Linked DNA regions of Canis lupus: region 2 is linked to region 1. The links are chromatin contacts, called in public Hi-C maps. All regions are on one chromosome and are shown on one strand. The core of a region is the stretch at or near the end of the contact, and the rest is flanking DNA. Distances in the headings are between cores, read along the strand shown.

What was found. A called contact is a pair of places that touch in the nucleus more often than the background predicts.
Region 2: a Hi-C map of skin fibroblasts shows a contact between it and region 1, with 2.2 times the contacts expected there. The contact joins two enhancer-like sites. A contact is called at or near these places in 2 of 9 Hi-C or Micro-C datasets (blood and skin fibroblasts).

What each region holds. Positions count from the first base shown.
Region 1 is chr20:6,906,488-6,911,175 of UU_Cfam_GSD_1.0, reverse strand. All of the region lies in intron 2 of VGLL4 (transcription cofactor vestigial-like protein 4), which reads right to left. Among named protein-coding and RNA genes, the nearest start is that of VGLL4, 84 kb to the right of the region's middle. Within about 2 kb of position 2,710, at least 4 of the 20 cell types and tissues checked have an H3K27ac peak or open chromatin away from gene starts, as enhancers often do.
Region 2 is chr20:6,968,512-6,973,000 of UU_Cfam_GSD_1.0, reverse strand. All of the region lies in intron 3 of VGLL4 (transcription cofactor vestigial-like protein 4), which reads right to left. Among named protein-coding and RNA genes, the nearest start is that of VGLL4, 150 kb to the right of the region's middle. Within about 2 kb of position 3,035, at least 2 of the 20 cell types and tissues checked have an H3K27ac peak or open chromatin away from gene starts, as enhancers often do.

The sequences.
Region 1 (4,688 bases), core at 1,461-3,960:
CATAATAAAAAATGTTAAGAGACAGAGGGACGACCCCAGACTTAATACACTCCAGAAGAACACAGGCATTCTATATACGTTTAAGAGAATGGATACTGGGTGGGAAAAGGACTGGATTGAGTTTTCTGTGATCATTTACTGATATATTTGTTTGTTATGTTTACAGACTTCTTTTTTTAAAAATTTAAAATTTTTTTAAAACTTAAAATTTTATTTATTTTTGTTTGTTTGTTTATTTATTTATGAGAGAGAGAGAGGAACATAGTAGAGGGGAAGGACAGAGGTAGAGGGAGAAGTGGACTCCCCACAGAGCAGGGAGCTTGACATGGGGCTCGATCCCAGGACCCTGGGACCATGACCTCAGCCAAAGGCAAATGGTTAACTGACTAAGCCACCCAGATGCACCTTACAGACTTCTTTGTAAACAAAATAGTAAGAGTTCAGAAAGATCATATAAATTAGCAACAAATTAAAGATAACTTGAAGAATAAATTATCTACTTTATTGAGGGTAAATATGCATTCTTTCAACTAGTAGTAATTCACATTGTTAGGATTTAAACATATTCTGTAATACCCCAATAATGTACCAATCTATACCATTCTTTTAAAAAAGGAGGGGAAAGTGCAGAAAAGAAGGCAAGATAACAAAGCAAATGGATGGAAATGATTCCTTAGAACTTAGCAGAACATGTAACATTCTGGAAAGCAAAAAGAGACCAAATGGAGAAAATAAAATCATTTTTCAGGCTGGGGGGTGGGGGTGGGGTGGTTGATAGGAGTTCATTAAGAAATAAGAGGGATTGGGCGTCTGGCTGGTTCAGTCAGTGGAGCGTGCAACTCTTGATCTCCAGATTTTAGGTTTGAGCCCCACCCTGAGTGTAGAGTTTACTTAAAAATAAAATCTTAAAAAAAAAAAAAACCATGAGGGAGAGGGACTAGTCTGTAGGACAAACTGATGTTGATCAGCAAGGCTAGAGAATACTTCCAATGAGCTCAATATGCAAAACAGAAATGCCATTTACATGAACAGTCATTGAATAAATGTTCAGATACGGAGATAAAACAGATATAACCAGAAACAATCCCTGGTAAGACTAGTTTTATATATCTGTATACATGCAGACGTGCTAAGTCTGGATCTAATTTCTTCAGACAAAACCAAGTTTTCTGCAACAATTGAGCAGAACAAGGCTATATTGAGAGGCTATATTGAGAGGTTTTGAATCTTCTCACATGCTGGGGGGGGGATTTTTTTTTTTTTTTTTTTTTTTTTTTTTTTGTATCTTATGGTGTGTTTAAAAAAATCCTTACAGCAACAAATCGCAACACCCTAGGAATAGAAGGCCATGCAGACAATAGGGAAGGGAAGGAGGAAGGAAGGAAGAGAAATCTGCCTTCCAAAACAAAGCCATGTGTAGGCTCCAAGAGATAAACAGCCAAGTAAAATAATCCTTCCAGAGGACAGGAGAGAAACAAGGGTGGGGAGCTGGAAGGAAGGAGGATATAATCACACCTTCCCTTCACAAACTGTAATTAGAAGAAATACAAACTGGCCAGATCTCTTGCAGGAGATCTCTTGGGCTCACCTGGGCATGTTTTACTCATCAGGCTCCTCTCGGCCGCCTCCTCCCCCCTTCCCCTCTCCCCCTCTCTGGGCTCCCCCCTCCCCTCCCTGCCTCTCCGTCCCCATCCCTCTCTTCCCCTCTCCCCTCCCCTTTACCTCTCTTCTGTCCCTCTCCCTCTCCTCACTCTGGACCCTCTCCTGCAAATAAAATGCTGAAGTAAAATGAATTTCCACAGCAAAACAGTTGCAGATGTTCTACTTCAGAATACATCCCTGGATCAAGAGCTGGTCACTTGATATGCAGGGCTGGGGAACATAGGCGGTCTCAAATGGCTCTGCTCTGTGGCCTTTTCACCTTAACAGTACCCAGTACTCTAAGTTTCCTGATGCCTCTGAACTCATTAGACAAAGAATGCTAAACTGCTGCTAGTTAGACTGGCAGAAAACAAAAGAAATCCGTCACCCAACCTTGCTCCTATCTCTGGCACAGTCTCACTCAACAACTCGTGTGCATTTTCCTTTCAATTCCAGAAAATTAATTTAAGTGTAGCCTGTGATGAAATAAGTGATAATTATGTTCTAAAACAATGAAGAGCTCAAAATGTGAGGAACTTAGAATACTCCACTCTTAAGCTTTCAGATGATCACAATATGCAATTTATTCTTACTTTCTCCCAATATAAATCGCACTATTAAATTAAAAGGGGAGAATTCTTCTACCAAATTACACACTAATGGCTCTTAACCCATAATTAAAGTATCACTAACAGCAGCTTAAAGCCATAGCCAACCATGAGCACATTTATTAGGACCTATGTTTTCAGCACCACGTAATTATGTAAATATAACCATCAGCCATCTTGAGAAAAATCAATGGTCTAACCAGTTCTCTACTCCCTTGGGAAAACACTCTTTGTGAACTGGCATTACCCAGGGCCTCCTCCTCTGCACAATCAGAAAAAAAGTAAAGAAAATCTCTAAGTGCCAGAGCAGCAGGGAGAACGAATTCCAACAAGGCTGGTCACCTACAGTTCTCATTACTCTCTTTCGTGACATCACAACAGCCTGGGAACCTAGGCCAGCAACTGGCTTCAAAGCAATGAGGACTCCAGGACAGGCTCACCATGCACTCGTAATCTAAGATGTCATCCCCATGCTGGGAGCTGGGAGCTGGGAGGGTCTGCACTACAGAGCCGGTCCCTATCATCAAGGAGCTAATAATTAAGGAGACAAGACATAAAATGATTGTGGAGAGGCAGTAATGCTACAGAAAAAGCAGAGACTAATCGAAACCACTGAGCCCTCACAACAACTCATTTCTGCTACAAACTTTCTGAATAAACTTGAACAATTTAACTCTCTGGGCCTCAGTTTCCCTGGCCAAAAAAAAAGTCAAATGTCTAAGATATACCTAAGGCCCTGTACAGCTCTGCAATAATTAGATAAGGAATACAAGATATATATAACAAAGTACTAAATTATACAATAGTGACTATGCTGCCACTGGAGAGATTTCATGGATTTTTTTTTTTTTTTTTTTTGAGTCAGCTACTTCCTGGGAGCCAAATCAGGCACTGTGTCAGGACGCCAGGATACAGTGGTGACCAAGAAAAAATGCCCTGCCTTCATGAGGCTTCCAATCTACTAGTGGAATATTCTCAGGAATTCACTGGGGAAAATTGAAGGCCGAGGTTAGCCTATGACCTTTTCATGGAGATACAGGCAAAATTGGGGTTCAAGTGGGTATAACTTGAACATTCAGTAGGATCATGAGTGATTAGCTGGTAAACTGTTGAGTGTGGTAATAAACCATAAGGTTTTTGAACAGACTCATTAACACAAGCAGAGTTCTACTAATTTGTTCATTACCAATGAAGGTAATTGGTTTCCAGAAATTAGCCAGATTCTTTCTGCCCTTTGCCAATCCTCTCCTTCTCCTATCCAATGGGTCTCACCCCAAACCTATCTGAAGTTAATTTTTTCCTTTATTTTCTTCTTCAATTATGCTTCCAGGCTACTATGGTGAAAGTCAGGTGCCAGACAGCAGTCACCAAGCAGTGTCCATATTTGAGCCATTTAGAGTCATCTAACTGTAGGACTTTAGGAAGGCCCTGCATGCTACAAAATAATTGGCTAAAAATGATCTATTTGTGTATATGTTGCCACAGAAGCTGAAGAAATGACAGTGCAGACACATGGTTTAATTTGCAGAGTACGGCAGTGTACAATACAACTAAGGAATTTGGTATAACCTAGAGAATAAGAATAACCATCCGCATCTTAATTTTTAAAACTAAAACCTCAGAAAATTAAATTGCCCCTTATTCTTAAGAGATGTAAAACCTGCCTGTGCCGTAAATGAAATCAAATGCTGCCTACACCAACTGTACATTCCATTTTCCAAATAACTTCCCTGGAATGCTGGTGAGCTGCTATGTTTAATATGAATATTTCCAAAGTACTGGATTTAAAGAAATAGCAATGGTTCCAACTTTTCTTACCAAAAAAAAAAAAAATTCCCATCTGAGATTTATGCCCATCCTCAAAACACCCTTTTGAGTTCAGAGCAGATGTGTGCAGTGTTTATACTAAGAAAACCACCAGTACATAAACAACCCACTAAAAACACCACTCAAGTTTTGCTGTGCTTTTCTTCATTTCCTGTGTATTTATTTTGGTGTTAATATAACGTTAACTTTCGTAGTAAGGAAAATAGCAGCAGATGTTTAAACCAAACAAACTATAGCAAATCATCCTACATATCTACTCAACTTTCAAAATCAAAGTTTCTTCCTCCCCCCAAAAGAGGGAAGCTTCAAGCAGACTACTCTCAAGTATATTACAGACTACAGAACAACAAATCAACCTGGTGGAGCTTTCCGTAAGCCTTTCCTCACCACCCCCAACTAAAGACATAAAAAAGTAATGTGGTATCAATTTCCTAGCAATCCCTCTATCCCTCTCTTAAGCGGATCGTTATGTTTTATTTTGTTTTGGTTTGGTTTGAGAATATCATATTACACAATGACAAAGACAAGCCACCAGATATTGCCTTAAGACTTTGTGATTTCTTGATCACTGAAAAAAAAGATGTTTTTAAAAACTGCAGTATATTAATTTCA
Region 2 (4,489 bases), core at 1,786-4,285, 62 kb before region 1:
CGCCCTTTGAAAGTTGTGTCCAAAAATATAATGCTGCAAAGTTAGGGAATCCCCCTTTTTACCACTATAATCTTTATTATATAAGCTATCATTTATTGAATGCTAATTGCCAGACCATATTCTAGATCTAACTGTCTTATTAAAGCCCTCACTACAGCGCAGAGTTAAGTATCATCCCCATTTTATAGATGAGTGAACTGAGGTTCAGAGAGGCTAAGGAGTTCATCTAAAGTTGCAAAACCAGTACAGTACAAGGATTTTAATTTTTATGTGACTGGCTCCAAAGCCTTTTCCTTGCAGCTTTTCCTCTCAGGAGAGGGGCAGAGCAGGGGGGAAGATGACAAAGACCTATGTACCCACCGCCCAGGATGGACAAATGAAATCACATATGGAATTCGCTTTAGACCTTCTCTTTCCTCTTATGGGAAATTCTGGCAGTAACCAATGCAGCAGAACATGGCAGACACAGCTGGAGCCCTTCCTTCATGCGCCCCCCCGCCCCCGCCAACTCATTCCCCCTCTTCATCCCTAGATGCACCGCTGCCCTGTATTTGGGGAGTCTTCCCATTTGTGCTTATGAACTCTCGCCACCTAGTCTATCTGTAAATACTATGAAGCACGTTTCAAATTGACATCATGGTATCAGACTGTATGTTCTGACTTCAAATCATGCTCTCCTCCCTCACGTGGTTTTGGGGCTCTACTCACGTCCTGACCTAGATTATTTCCCTGCTGCATGGGATTACTTCGTATGAATACACCATGATGTATTTATCCATTCTTCTACTGACAGGCATCTGGACCATCTCTGCCTTGTCCTTATTATAAATAACCCCGTGGTGCTTCCATCCTTGCAGATCTCTGTCCCTGGGTGCAAGGGTTTCTGGGTGTCTCCCAGGAAGATATTTAGAAGTACACCACTGGGTTGCAGAGCTCACCACCTTCTAGACGTCAACAGATGTTGCCAGAACCCTTTATGACGTAGCTGTCCACTCTGCACCGCCTCTGCTAGCAATGTGTCACCACCTCGGCCGATGTGCGGCCTCTATGCTGTCCAGCTTCAGCGGCCCGTGGATTTCTACCATTCTTGTGGTACACAGTCATTCCTCCTTGATGTTTTCACTTGCATTTCTCCAGTTACCAGTGCAGTTGAGCATATTTTCATATATCTATCGGTCATCCTACTTTCTTTTTTTTTTTTTTTTTTTCATCCTACTTTCTAGTATAGATTGCTTTGAATTTGTTTTGGGTTGAATTGTGTTTCCCCCAAAAGATGGTGAAGCCCTAACCCCCAGGACCTGTAAATGTGATCTCATTTGGAAAGAGTCTTTGTAGATAATCAAGGTAAGATGAGGTCAATATGACTGGTGTCCTTATAGAAAAGCGGGAAATCTGAACAAAGTGACACACACACAGAGGAGAAACAATGTGAAGACGTAGGGAGAATGCCATCTACAAGCCAAGGAATGCTTGAGGCTACCAGAAGTCAGGAGAGAGGCAAGAGCAGATCCACACTCACAGCTTTCAAGAAGGAACCAACACTGCTGACATCCTGACCTTGGACTTCTAGCCTCGAGAACTGTGACACAATCTACTCCTCCCTCTACTTTGTGGTACTTTGTCAGGTTGTTCCTGGGAAACCAATACAATTTCCATGGCTTTTCCACACCATTGCTTTATACATCTTTAGACATTCTCCATAATCACGGTTTTTTCTGCTTTATCTATAATTAACACATGCCACCCCCCACCCCCTGCACGAAGTCTTAAAGCTTCATTTTCAAAGAGATTCCTAAGATCCACTGGACTTTGCCATGCAGGCCTGTCATTATGAGGAATATTTAACCAGCACCAAGAAATGACAACACAAGTTAAGACAGTGTGTGTGAGCCCAGGGCTGCCAGTGAGAAGCTGGAGAGCAAGCTGCCCCCTGACCTCACCTCCAAGAGCAATTCAGGAAGGCAGGAAAAGCATCCCCACCTGCCCCCGCATACAGGAGGGAAGACGGTTGTCAGCCAAGTTACATTGCAAAACCTTTTGGCTCGGTAACATTTTGGACAGATGACAGCATGAATGACCCACTAGATCTTTCCATCATTCCTGCATTGATGGGTCCATCGATAACCAACCCCTCAAGGCCATGGGCCAACTGTGAGTACTGTCCCCCTTCTCACATCAATGCCTGTGCAAGCCCTCTGGGGCTCCCACCACCATTGCCTTAGAACATGGGGAGAAATGGATTTGAGAGGTGGGCCAATCACCCAAGGTCACAAGCCTGGTAGGTGGTGAAGTAGGAACTCAGATCAGGCCACCCTTTCTCTTCTGCCGAACTGCCTTACAGGGGCTTCAGAAATAACACATTTCTCTAGTGCAGGGAGAGGGGGGAGAGATCACAAATAGTGTAAGAGGAAATATGTATCTAAGTGACATTTCCGCTGTTACTGACTTGGACTCTGTGTCTATAATTGAGTCAAGGGTTTCCAATCAAAGCCTTCCCAAGAGTGAGAGGCACTAAATTAGTGTAACGATATCTCCAAATACTCTCCAGCCTTTGAGACTCCTCAGACTTCCCTCCATTCCTCCAGCAGGTCAGCCCTAATGAGCGTTTTGTGAACTCCTGTCCTTTCTTCGGGAGACAGGAAGGAACTCTGGGGGCAAGTGGGTCTCTCCTTGAGCACAATTACTATGCAGGTCACACAAGGGACCCTGCGGCACTTACCCAGCACAGCCACTTAAGCTCCTAGATAAAACCAAAACATTAAGCCTTAAGAGATAATATGTTTTTTAAACTATTTTAGTCAGAAACCTGTCTGAAACACCCTGCAACTTCTTCCCTTTCTTGGTGACTCAGGCTCCTCAGTATAAACACTGCTCCCGGATGTGATGTAGCAGGCCTCCACGGGCCTGGATGGAGTTGTTTCAGACTGCTCGGCCGTTTGCACTCTTGGGTCAGTGACTAAAGGGTCACTCCTGGAGAAGCGTGCCTGCCACTGCTGGTGCTACCACTCCTTACGCCGGGCCAACAAACTAGGCAACTAGGTATGCTAGAGTACTGCGTGAAGTAAGAGAGGATGGGCCGAGGGAGCACAGGGCCCACCACAGCACCCTTCCCCATCCCCCGCTCCAGCATTCAGAGAGCTGACCTGCTGCACAGAGGAAAAGCTTTCTAGCGCTGTCACCCACAGAAAGCAAGACTCCCAGAGATGTCAGCAGGCAGGGCAGCGCTCTCACAGATAGCCCGGGGACTCAAGCCACATTTCCAAACAGCTCAGCCCCATGTAAATAAGGCATTGGTTGTCTTTGACTAGAGCTGTCTGCACATGTTTCCCATCATTAGCTGAGACAAGAGAAAAGTTTGAGAAAAGAGGTCAGCCTGAGAACATGACTTGTAAGGCAGCTCATCCCCCTCCCCATGCTGGCAACTACTGCCACCAAAGGAAGGGGCCTCCATGTGTGAGCCGGGGCCCAGGATCCATGTGCACAGCCAGCACTGCTTACTCTTCGGACAGATCACAGGTCCCACACGTGTACACTCAGAGTTTCCAAGTGAATGGAGATGTAGCTGAAATTAATAAAATATAAATTAATTTAAAATTCCTACTGCTACTATATTGGTAGGAGCTTTCATCATTATGTATTCTCTCAATGAATGATGTTTAAAAACTACAACCACTACCATATTTTTGGCATTAAATGGAGTCCTTGGAACCAGAGATGGGACGGAAAACATTATGTCTTCCCTTCTATAACTGAGCTACTACAGTGTCTGAGGTGGACAAAAGCCTAGAAAAGACCATCTACCTCCCCTTCACAAAATCAGAGGCATCAACCTGGTGACACTTTGCTCTGCTGTCCTAATTTAGGGAATGCTTGGGTGAGCTGGGGCAAGGACAGGAGAAAGAGGGGGAGCAAAGGGATCTGCCCACCAAGACTGTCCAGTGCCAATGCTGGCTCTACTGGGGTCAACCCAGGGCCTCAGCTCTCCCTGCTGCTTCCCACCCCACCTCTCAGTCTAAGATCCACAGGCAACACCTTCCTTGTGCTAGCAAAGTGGTGTGGGACCATTACTTTACACACCCTCCTCAGGAAGGCAGAGGAGGGAGGCATCCCCTTTCTCAGCTATCCACTGATCTGAGATCCAGGGGGAAGAAAGGTCCCTCCAGACCTCCAGACACACCTGGAATGAAACAAATGAGGGAGAGTAACTTCCATGCACGATATGCTGCTCAGAAGACTCCATCAGTCGGTGTCTATACAGTGCCTGGTACACAGTGACTAACTTCTGAACCAACCAAAAAGCACATGAATTCTTAGGAAAAACCAGCACTAACTGGTCTGAACAAGACAGAGGAGCTCATGAAGCCGGTGACCAGAGCAGCTCTGGTACAGGGGTAACTTGGAGAGCCAACTCCCGCCATTGCAAACCACTCCCACCCTGAAAGGAGTGGTCTGAAAACACCTTCCATCGTTATTTCTGCTTCCATGCTTC